Regions from separate parts of the Rattus norvegicus genome. Here region 1 is linked to region 2. The links are chromatin contacts, called in public Hi-C maps. All regions are on one chromosome and are shown on one strand. The core of a region is the stretch at or near the end of the contact, and the rest is flanking DNA. Distances in the headings are between cores, read along the strand shown. Region 1 holds the start of Rexo1 (RNA exonuclease 1 homolog). Region 2 overlaps Mob3a (MOB kinase activator 3A).

Evidence for each region. Hi-C and Micro-C count contacts between places; a contact is called where the count stands out from the background.
Region 1: a Hi-C map of hepatocytes shows a contact between it and region 2, with 1.6 times the contacts expected there. The contact joins the promoter of Rexo1 here to the enhancer-like site in region 2. A contact is called at or near these places in 3 of 12 Hi-C or Micro-C datasets (Schwann cells, hepatocytes and liver).

What each region holds. Positions count from the first base shown.
Region 1 is chr7:9,802,479-9,807,311 of GRCr8, reverse strand. It overlaps Rexo1 (RNA exonuclease 1 homolog), which reads right to left and starts at 2,558. Exons shown (of 16, transcript NM_001012114.3): 1 at 2,273-2,558. The coding sequence starts at 2,429. It overlaps LOC120093775 (a long non-coding RNA gene), which reads left to right and starts at 2,559. Exons shown (of 2, transcript XR_005487460.1): 1 at 2,559-2,690; 2 at 4,452-4,804. It overlaps LOC134479810 (a long non-coding RNA gene), which reads left to right. Exons shown (of 2, transcript XR_010053556.1): 2 at 1-642.
Region 2 is chr7:9,676,623-9,681,363 of GRCr8, reverse strand. It overlaps Mob3a (MOB kinase activator 3A), which reads right to left. Exons shown (of 4, transcript NM_001108734.2): 4 at 2,782-4,558. The coding sequence ends at 4,529. It also overlaps the pseudogene LOC134479619. Among named protein-coding and RNA genes, the nearest start is that of Mknk2, 11 kb to the left of the region's middle. Within about 2 kb of position 1,748, at least 18 of the 93 cell types and tissues checked have an H3K27ac peak or open chromatin away from gene starts, as enhancers often do. A contact at or near this core is called in hepatocytes, where this site is marked.

The sequences.
Region 1 (4,833 bases), core at 1,309-3,808, 130 kb before region 2:
AGCAAGTCCAGGACAGCCAGGGCTACGCAGAGAGACCCTGTCTCAAACCAAACCAAACCCCACAAAACAACAAGAGGGCGAAAGAGATGCTCAGAGGTTAAGAGCACTGGCAGCCCTTGCACTAATGGCTGAAGGTATCAAACTGCCTTGAAATAGCTCTAAGGATCCAACGCCCTCCTCTGGCCTCTGCAGGCACACCGAGTCAGACACGCATAAACAGAGGCACAAGTCTATAGGAAACAACAAAAGCACTCCATGTCACATAGCCTGAGAAGTTGCTGATGCCAGGCCTTCAGTGCCACCTCTGCACTGAAATGTGAAAAGTTGTGTCCTTTCTCTTCTGCAGCAGTTTCCCTAGTACCTGGGCTGGGTCCCCAGCGGATACAGCACAGACACTGGTGCCCAAGCTGGGAGCTGTTGGAAGGCCACTTGCAGGTGCCCTAAGCCAGTGGATGTGTGAAGATAGAGAGACTCAAAATCAAGAGATGTGGCAGTTCATACCTGGCCCTCAAACACTCAGAGGGCAGAGGCAGGAAGATCACATCAAGTTCAAGGCCAGTCTGGGCTACACAGTGAACCCATCTATCCATGCAAAATACTTGTATACAAAAAAATAAATAAGTCTTTATTTAAAAAAACAAACCCAGCTTGAGTGAGAGTGGTATTTAAAATTAACCCTGGGATCTGGGAATAAGTCAGTGGTGAAGCTCACTCCCAGAGGTCTGCATCCCATCCCCAGGGCCTAGCAAACCAACTGTGAGGATGAGGACCACCTGTCATGACAACCGAGGACCACAAACTCAAGGTCATCCTGGGTTACACAGACTTTGAAGCAAGCTGTTAACTACAGAGACAAACCTGGAAAAAATATATATATGCACTATATATATATACATATATATATACATATATATATACATATATATATACATATATATACATATACATATACATATACATATATATATATATAAATATTTAAAAAGGAGAGCCACTCCTAAGGAACAGTGATGACCAGAGAGGTCTAAATGGAACTCTATTCAATAACCCCGTCTCTTCAGCCTTCTCCTCCTAATGTCTACCTTTTGTTAGAGAAGGGCACATATGTAACCCAGGCTGGCCTTGAACTCAAAGAGAGTCACCTGCCTCTACCATTCAAATGTTGGAATTAAAGGTGTGCACCACCATGCCTGGGTGCAATGCCACTTTTAAAAGGTTGTTTTTGTTTTTTAATGTCAGCCATATGAGAGTTTGTCTGGGTACGCATTTGTACCATCTGTGGTCGGTGCCCAGAAGCCAGAACACATCAGGTGCCCTGGAACTAGGTTACAAAGCAGCCGTGTGGATGCTAGGAACCCAACCCAGGGCCTCTGCAGAAGTAGCAGTCGTACCCCCCACCCCTCAGACAGGGCCTCACTGTTTATAGCTTTCTGGAACAAGACTTCATATATAGACCATGCCGAACTCCAACTCAGCGGCCCACCTGGCCGTGCCACCAAAGAATGGGGACTACAAGTAATAGTACGCCATTTGCAGGTAGTACGCCCCTCCAAAGCAGCAAGTGCTCTTAAATCTAAGCCATCTCTTTAGCCCCTACAATGTCTTCTTTAATGCAATCTAAATTCTCTGGGTCGAGTTAGGATCATCCCAGAAGCCAGTAGGTTGCAGCTTGAGGATTTTGTGTCCCAAACTAGCTTGGCATACAATCGTAAAAACAAACAAAAGACAAATAACAACATCTTAATCTCTTTTCTCTAAGACAATACCTCCTACATACTGCCTGATCCCTGAAAGCCTTCAAAAAATGCCATCACGCTCCCTGCCAAGCTGAAAGTCTACACCTGTCCATGGCAAGGGGGTTTTCCGCTCGTCAAACAGCAGGTGTCCGTATGGCCTTGTGCATTCAACTACCAGAGACAGTGGGGGCCTGGCCCCAGGAAACTGTCGCGATCATAAACAAGGTGTGCCACAAGCGCACAGGGTGGAGTGCACGGTGACAGGAGAAAATGACATCTCATTCGGAACAAAGTGGACGACGGAATGAGGACCAGAGGAGTTGCACCAAGTCCCCTTAGCTTGGGGACACGGCTGCATGATCTCTCCCTCCGTCGTGTCGAGCTTTACGTTTTAATTAGTGACCAGAGAGCTCTAGCACAGCATCGCGAAGGCAGCTAGGGGAGGGACAGCAATCTGACGGTGTGAGGTCTGGCTGAGCAAGAGAAACATATAGCACGGACCGGCCGTGGACCAGGAGCGGTCGTACGGGCTTTACCTGCTGCGGGAGATGTTACGCCGCCGCTACCGGGAGCGCCGGGACCCCGAGCTCCGCGGTGCCGGAAGTGGCAGTAGGGCCGCCGGCAAGGCCCCCCGGGGGCTCCCGCCCAGTATGGGCAGTCGATGGAGCGAAAAAAGCCGGTAGAACGTAGCATGGTCCGTTCCGCAGCGGGGCCCCGGCCCGGAGATACCCGGGACCCCGGGACCCCTCCTCACACTCGCCCCGGAGGCTTCCACTCGCGCTTTTCGGACCCCGCCGCCGCCGCCATCTTGTCCCGAGGCCCCCAGAGGCCCCCGGGACGCTGTCGCTAGGGACGCCGGGAAGGGCTGACCGAAGTGAGCCTGCTTACAATGTCGGTTCCCGCGGAATTGTGATAGACGGAAGACCCAAAGCTTAGGACAAGAGAAGCTTTAAGGTACGGGTAATTATATGCTTCTGGTTTCTGAGAGCCTTTCGGCCCCGGACTTTGGCGGGTACAGCTTCGCGATCTTGACCGTCAAGCCCCTGAGAAGCCTGGGCTGTCCAGAGCGCGCCTGACTGAAAATGCACCTGGACTTTCCACTGCATTCTTTGGGCCCAGACTAGGCTTATTTGCATTTCGCCACATATGGCCTTTGTGCGCCCCCCAGAGGACAAGGAGAATGTTACGGCCAAGTATTTTGTTTGTTTTTGATTGATTTAAGATTTATCTTGGGGGCTGGGGATTTAGCTCAGTGGTAGAGCGCTTACCTAGGTAAGCGCAAGGTCCTGGGTTCGGTCCCCAGCTCCGAAAAAAAGAACAAAAAAAAAAAGATTTATTTTGTAGGGGTTGGAAAGATGACTCAGAGGTTAAGAGCACTGACTGCTCTTGCAGAGGTCCTGGGTTCAATTCCCAGCAACCACATGGTGACTCACAACCATCTGTAATGGGATTTGGCGCCCTCTTCTGGTGTGTCTGAAGAGAGCAACAATGTACTTATATACACAAATCTTTGAAAAAAATAAGATTTATTTTGTAATTCTATGTATGTGCAACATGAGTGTGTCAGATTCTCGCTTAAGTCAGAAAAGGACTTCGGATCCCCAGAAATTAGAGCTACACATGGTTGTGAACAACCATGTGAGTATTGGGAATCGAACCCAAGTCTCCCATTGCAGTAAGTGCCCTTCACCACTGACCCAACTCCCTAGTCAGGGTCTTAATCTGTTGTGGTGCCTATCCTGAGAAACCCACGTGTCTCAATTGTCACTCAAATATTCACCTACCCACGAGTGGCATCAATGGGACATTTCTTTTTTCTTTCTGCCATGCCTAGATACACTAGACAAGCGCTCTCCTGTTGAGCTAGACTCCAGAAACTTTTTTGATTTTTTTTTTTTTTGTTTTTTGCTTTGTTGTGGAGTGCTTGGAAAGGTGCAGAACTGTGCAGCCACAAACAGGGGTTTGAGGAGGTATACAGCTTTCCAGCCCTTTGTTTAGTCTCTTTTCTTTCCTTCAGTGAGTACTTCAGTGAGGCTGGCTGACTGGCAAGCTTCCAGAATCCACTTGCCTCCACCCCGAAGCTCAGTTTGCATGCACACAGTCATGCCCAGCTTTAAATGGGTGCTGGGGATTAGAATTCAGGTCCTGAGGCTTGTGCACAAGGTTTCTAATCCACTGAGTCCTCTCCCCAACCCTTTTTCTGTTTTGCTTTTGATTGAGATAAGGTCTCATGTAGCACACACTGGCCACGGACTTGCCCATTACACAGTGCTGGAGATGAACCCTGAAGCCTCGTGTGTACTAGACAATTACTCCAGCCACTGCGCTACATCCCCAGGCTCCCATCCCCTCTTTCTGTTTGTTGGACCGGATCTGGCCTACTCTGGATTATTTAGATGCTAAGATTACAGGCCTGAGCCACCACAGCTGCCTGCTTTTGAAATCTTTTTTTTTTTTTAAAGATTTTATTTATTCATTTTATATATGACGAGTACACTGTAGCTGTCTTCAGACACACCAGAAGAGGGCATCGGATCCCATTACAGATGGTTGTGAGCCACCATGTGGTTGCTGGGATTTGAACTCATGACCTTTAGAAGAGCAGTCAGTGCTCCCAACCGCTGAGCCATCTCTCCAGCCCCTGCTTTTGAAATCTTAATCAATTAGTTAATTTGGTGTTTATTTATGTTAAAAGAATTTCCTTCTGTGTTCCAGGCAAATTTCAACCCCATAAAATCCAACTGCCTCTGTGTCTGCCTCCTGGGTCCTGGGATTACAGGCACGAACCAACGCATGCAATTCTGGGAAAGTATTCCACCATCATTTCGAACGTCTCCCAGAGAGAAATAACATACAGAAGGACTGACGCATGCTGCACAGACGGACTAGGCCCTGAACACAGTGGGATACTACACAGCCTCAAAAAAGGCCATTCTAGTGGTACACACCTCTCCGTACAGTGGAGGTCGAGGTGGGAGAATCGATTCTCAGTTACATAGAGGATTCAGGGCCAGACTAGGTTGCCTGGAAACTGGTATTTAAAAATAAATAAAAGTTGGTTGGTTTTTCGTTTTGTTTGTTTTCGTTTTGAGACAAG
Region 2 (4,741 bases), core at 499-2,998:
TGGTAGAAACACCACACATTTCCTTTGTCTTAATCAAGGGGTGACAAACCAGTAACACAGTATGGTAGACGGCACCAATCTGTTCTGTTTGAGGCCCCAGGACCAAGTCTGTGTACTGGAGCTGCAAGTGACCACTGCAGCTGGCATTTTGGTTTGTCTAGGCAAGAGGACTGACTGTACTGGCTGGCTTTGTGCGTCAACTCGAGCTGGAGTTATCACAGAGAAAGGAGCCTCCCTTGAGAAAATGCCTCCATGAGACCCCGCTGTAAGGTATTTTCTCAACTAGTGATCAAGGGTAGGAAGAAGCACTGTGGGTGGTGCTGTCCCTGGGCTGGCGGTCTTGGGTTCTATAAGAAAGCAAGCTGAGAAAGCCAGGGGAAGCAAACCAGTAACATCCTTCCATGGCCTCTGCATCGGCTCCTGCCTCTGGGTTCCTGCCCTGTGTGAGTTCCAGTCCTGACTTCCTTTGGTGATGAACAGCAATGTGGAAGTGTAAGGTGAATAAACCCTTTCCTCCCTAACTTGCTTCTTGGTCATGATGTGTGTGCAGGAATAGAAACCCTGACTACAAGAACAAACCAGTAACATTCACTGGCAGAGTTCCTAGCCTCATCCAGAGTAACAGTGATGGGGCTAGCCTCAGACACGCACAGGCTGTGGGTCAGGAGATGCAGAGGGCTGAGCACAAGGGGATGTCTGTTGATCTGGGTCAGGTGCATGAGCTGTGACTGGGCCACAGGCTTGTCACAGACTGAGACCAAGACTGCAGCAGGCATCGGCTCCTGACCATACAGACGTCCCTAATGACCTGAAGAACACTGTGTGGGGGCTGGGTGGAGCGGGCATGGAGGTGACAGAACCTGCCTGACTCTGTGTCCTCAGGCAACTGGGTGCTGGGGAAGGCTGTAAATGGACTCTCCAATGGCCTTGCCTTCTCCTGAGACACGCTGGGGACAGCATCCCTGTAAGTATCCCAGGGTGAGCAAAGCAATGGTCACTGAAACATCTAGGAAAATGGGTCATGCAGCCCAGGGGCTTCTGGACCATCAGAAAGGCCACCTAAAACACCCACACTGGACACAGTGCTGCCAAGGCCAGATCCAGCCAGTAAGGCAGACCAGGTCCCCTGCTACAGCCTGGGTATCATTCCAGAAGTGTGGAAGGACACTGAGAACACTGCTCAGGGACAAGGTCAGACAGAAAAGGTCACACATTGTAGGACTCTGTGACAGGAAATGCGCAGAGGAGGCAAATCCAGACTCAGGGTGCCATACCCACTGACGGGGCAGGGTGGTCATGTCCCCTTGCCCAGGGTTGCACCTGGGCCTTGTGGCATGGGTCACTGTAACCTCATTGATTGAACACAGGCTGACCTTCAAATCAAGTCCTACAAAACCCCGGGTCTCAGGAAGGGCAGTGCCTGCTGTTTTACTTAGTTGAAGTAGACCATCTGACTATGCCATCGAGGGCCAGCACAGCAGCGTCTCTCCAGCACAGACTCAGGCTCTCCCCGTCCTATATACCTGGGAAGCTCGCGTCTCCCACACATCTCATTCCTCCTTAACTTGTCTGGCACTAAAAAACAACTGCTCTTCCCTCTGCTCTGGCTACTAATCCCAAGACCAGAAAAGCCAAGGAGGGAGAAAGCTTGGGGGACTGGCTCAGGGGCTTTACCAGGACTCGGTGGCACTGTCCTTCCTTAGCCCGCATCGCCCTCTATGGATGAGAAGCAGCATTGCAAGGGACATCTATGGGAACCGCCTCAGCCCACACTGGAGACACACAGAGATGCCTTCAACAGCTGTTCCAGCATGACACACAGAGCAAACTTGTCACCCTACAACTTGGGAGGCTGAAGTAGGAGGATCGGCATCAACTGGAAGTCAGCGAGGCTTGTTTCAAACCACCCCGAGGGGCCACACAGCTTATTCTAAACAAAGTTGCTCCTATGTTGGGATCTACAACCATAATACAAACATTGGAAAGAAACTCAGATGGTTGTCAAAACTGTATGCTGGGGCTGGAGAGATGGCTCAGCGGTTAAGAGCACCCGACTGCTCTTCCAGAGGTCATGAGTTCAATTCCCAGCAACCACATGGTGGCTCACAACCATCTGTAAAGAGATCTGGTGCCCTCTTGTGGTGTGTCTGAAGACAGCTACAGTGTACTTATATATAATAAATGAATAAATCTTTAAAAAAAAAAAAACTGTATGCTGGGGGTTGGGGATTTAGCTCAGTGGTAGAGCGCTTGCCTAGCAAGCACAAGGCCCTGGGTTTGGTCCTCAGTTCCGAAAAAAAGAAAACAAACAAAACAAACTGTATGCTGTTCTCTTTAAAGGGAGATGCTGAGGGACCAGCCAGGTGTGAAGCACAGCCCCCTCCAGAATTCCCCAGCGAGGGGCTGGGGGCGTGGTCAGGGAGCCCTGCCTAGAATTCCCCCAGGGAGGGGTTGGGGGCGTGGTCAGGGAGCCCTGCCTAGAATTCCCCCAGGGAGGGGCTGGGGGCGTGGTCAGGGGGTAAAAGAAGGAGTTTTCCTCTGACCTCCACATGCACAGAGGCAACACAACACACATTGTGTACATTCATGCAACAACAGGAAAACCCATCTCAAAGGAAAAAAATTGCCAGCTATGCATTGTGAGCCTGCTTTCTGTGTGGTTTCCTGCTATCTTGAATTATTTGGACCCTTGGTGGTTGAACAGGCTGTTATCAAAGCTTGTCACCAGGCCATCGTTCAGGGTGGGAGTCGGACAGAAACAACAAGGAGCCACCCACAGTATGGAGAGGACCACTTTATTCTAGGCTTGTATGGAGGTGGGAGTGAGGCAGGTGGACCCCTCCCTGGGTTGCTGTGTGGGCTGCTGGGATTCAGCATGGTGGCCAAGTCTTGCAGTGAGAGATACATTCAGTCAAGCCTTGAGGGCTGGTCCTGGGTTTTTCCAGAGCTGGGCATTGGATGTGGTAACTTCTGGAAAGACCCAAGGGTTTCAGGGAAGGGCCAAGAGGCTCAAAGCTGGAGCTGGGGACAGTCACATCTTGCTACACCCTCCATGATATGGCAGAGAGGGGCCCACAGGAGCCACACGACAGATGAAGTTTTGCTACAGGATAGGCTGCCACTGAAGAGAGAAAGGTCCCTGTTGCCACCTTCCAGGCACCACAGATGCCAGGGTGGAAGCCACATGTGAGTTCATCACTGGATTCCAGGATGGGCCCAACACTGTTCTCAGGAGGGCGGCCATTAGAAACCAGTTAAAAGTTGGGCTGGCTTGCACTTGGGAGGCAGAGGCAGGCGGATCTCTATGAGCTGGAGGCTAGCCTGGTCTACAAAATAATTTCCAGGACAGCCAGGGATACACAGTGAGAGCCTGTCTCAAAAACACCAACAAAACAAAACAAAAAACAACAAAGAAAAACAAAACCAAAAAATCAAAAAATGTTTCTGAATGGACTGGGTTTGGTGTCTTACATCTTTAACTGAGCAGTAGGGATGCAGAGGCAGGAGGATCTCTGTGAGTTCCAGACCAGTTTCAAAACCCAAACCAACAATGTAAAAACAGAGACACAGCAGAGCCGCTCTGTGTGTGCATCTGTGCAGCTGCCTGCTGGGCTGGACTGCAGCTGCCTGGTTCTCCCTCTCAGCCCCCTGCACCCCATGTCTGCCACCAAGGCTCCTTCAGGGGTGTGGGGGGGTCACACCTGTGTACTCACACTCAGGCAGCCAACACCTCCCTGTGTTACCATTTCTGTTTCGTGTTTTGTTTTTGTTTGAGGGTCTCACTGTGTAGCCCTGGCTGCCCTGGACTTGCTCTGTAGATCAGGCTGGACTCGAACTCACAGATTCACCTGCCTCTGTCTCCTGAGCAGTAGGATTGAAGGTGGCTGCCACCCTGCCTGGCTCCTTCACAGTTTTTAAGACAATCTTGTTCTGGGACCCTGGTTGGCCTGATGCCCATTGTGGAGGTCAGGGTTGCAGCCATCCTCCTGCAGCTGCCTGCAGAGTTCTGGGATCACAGGTGTGTACATTCTGACAGGCAAAGGCTCCTCAGAACACCCAATCCTGGGAGTCCTGGGGTGCCAGAGAGGGTGGCACTCAGAAAAGCCCCACAATTCCTCGGCAGGGCTGGGCAGGGCAGGGCATGGCACATTAGCACATCTCTGGAGGTACGCTGGCCGGCTGCCTATGTGGTCACTCACACAATGTGGCTGTAAACAGAGACCAGGCCGGCACGTGTAAGGGGAAGGGACAAGGGGTGGTTAGCAATGTCTCCAGACCCCGCCTCCTGCCAGAGGCCATGGTACAAACACAGTGTAAACCCAGGGGCTGAAAGCACAGTGTCCAGAATTCAAGTTCAGCCCCTGGCTGCTGGCAAGGGGACCGGTTAGAGTCCAAGAGCTCACAGTCACCACGAGAGGGCGGAAGCCATGGCCTCGTTGCTCCTCGGACGATGGCATGAGGGTGGAATGCTCCTGAGAAACTGCAGCACAGAGCTGTCTCCTCGAGTCTCCGCAGCCAGGAGGGGCCCTCAGTGACACATCCGCGATGTCATCTCCTTCTGTAGAGACAGGCATCAGGAAACAGGAGGCACGAGGCAAAGGCCTCGCATAACCCAAGACATGGCAGACACTGAACGGCGGGCACAGGTGGGGAGCCCTGTCATGGTCAGACAGCCTGTGCCACTGATTTGGGTGATGTGCTGTGATGTCCTGGGTCACGGGCCGACACTACTTAGTAGGAA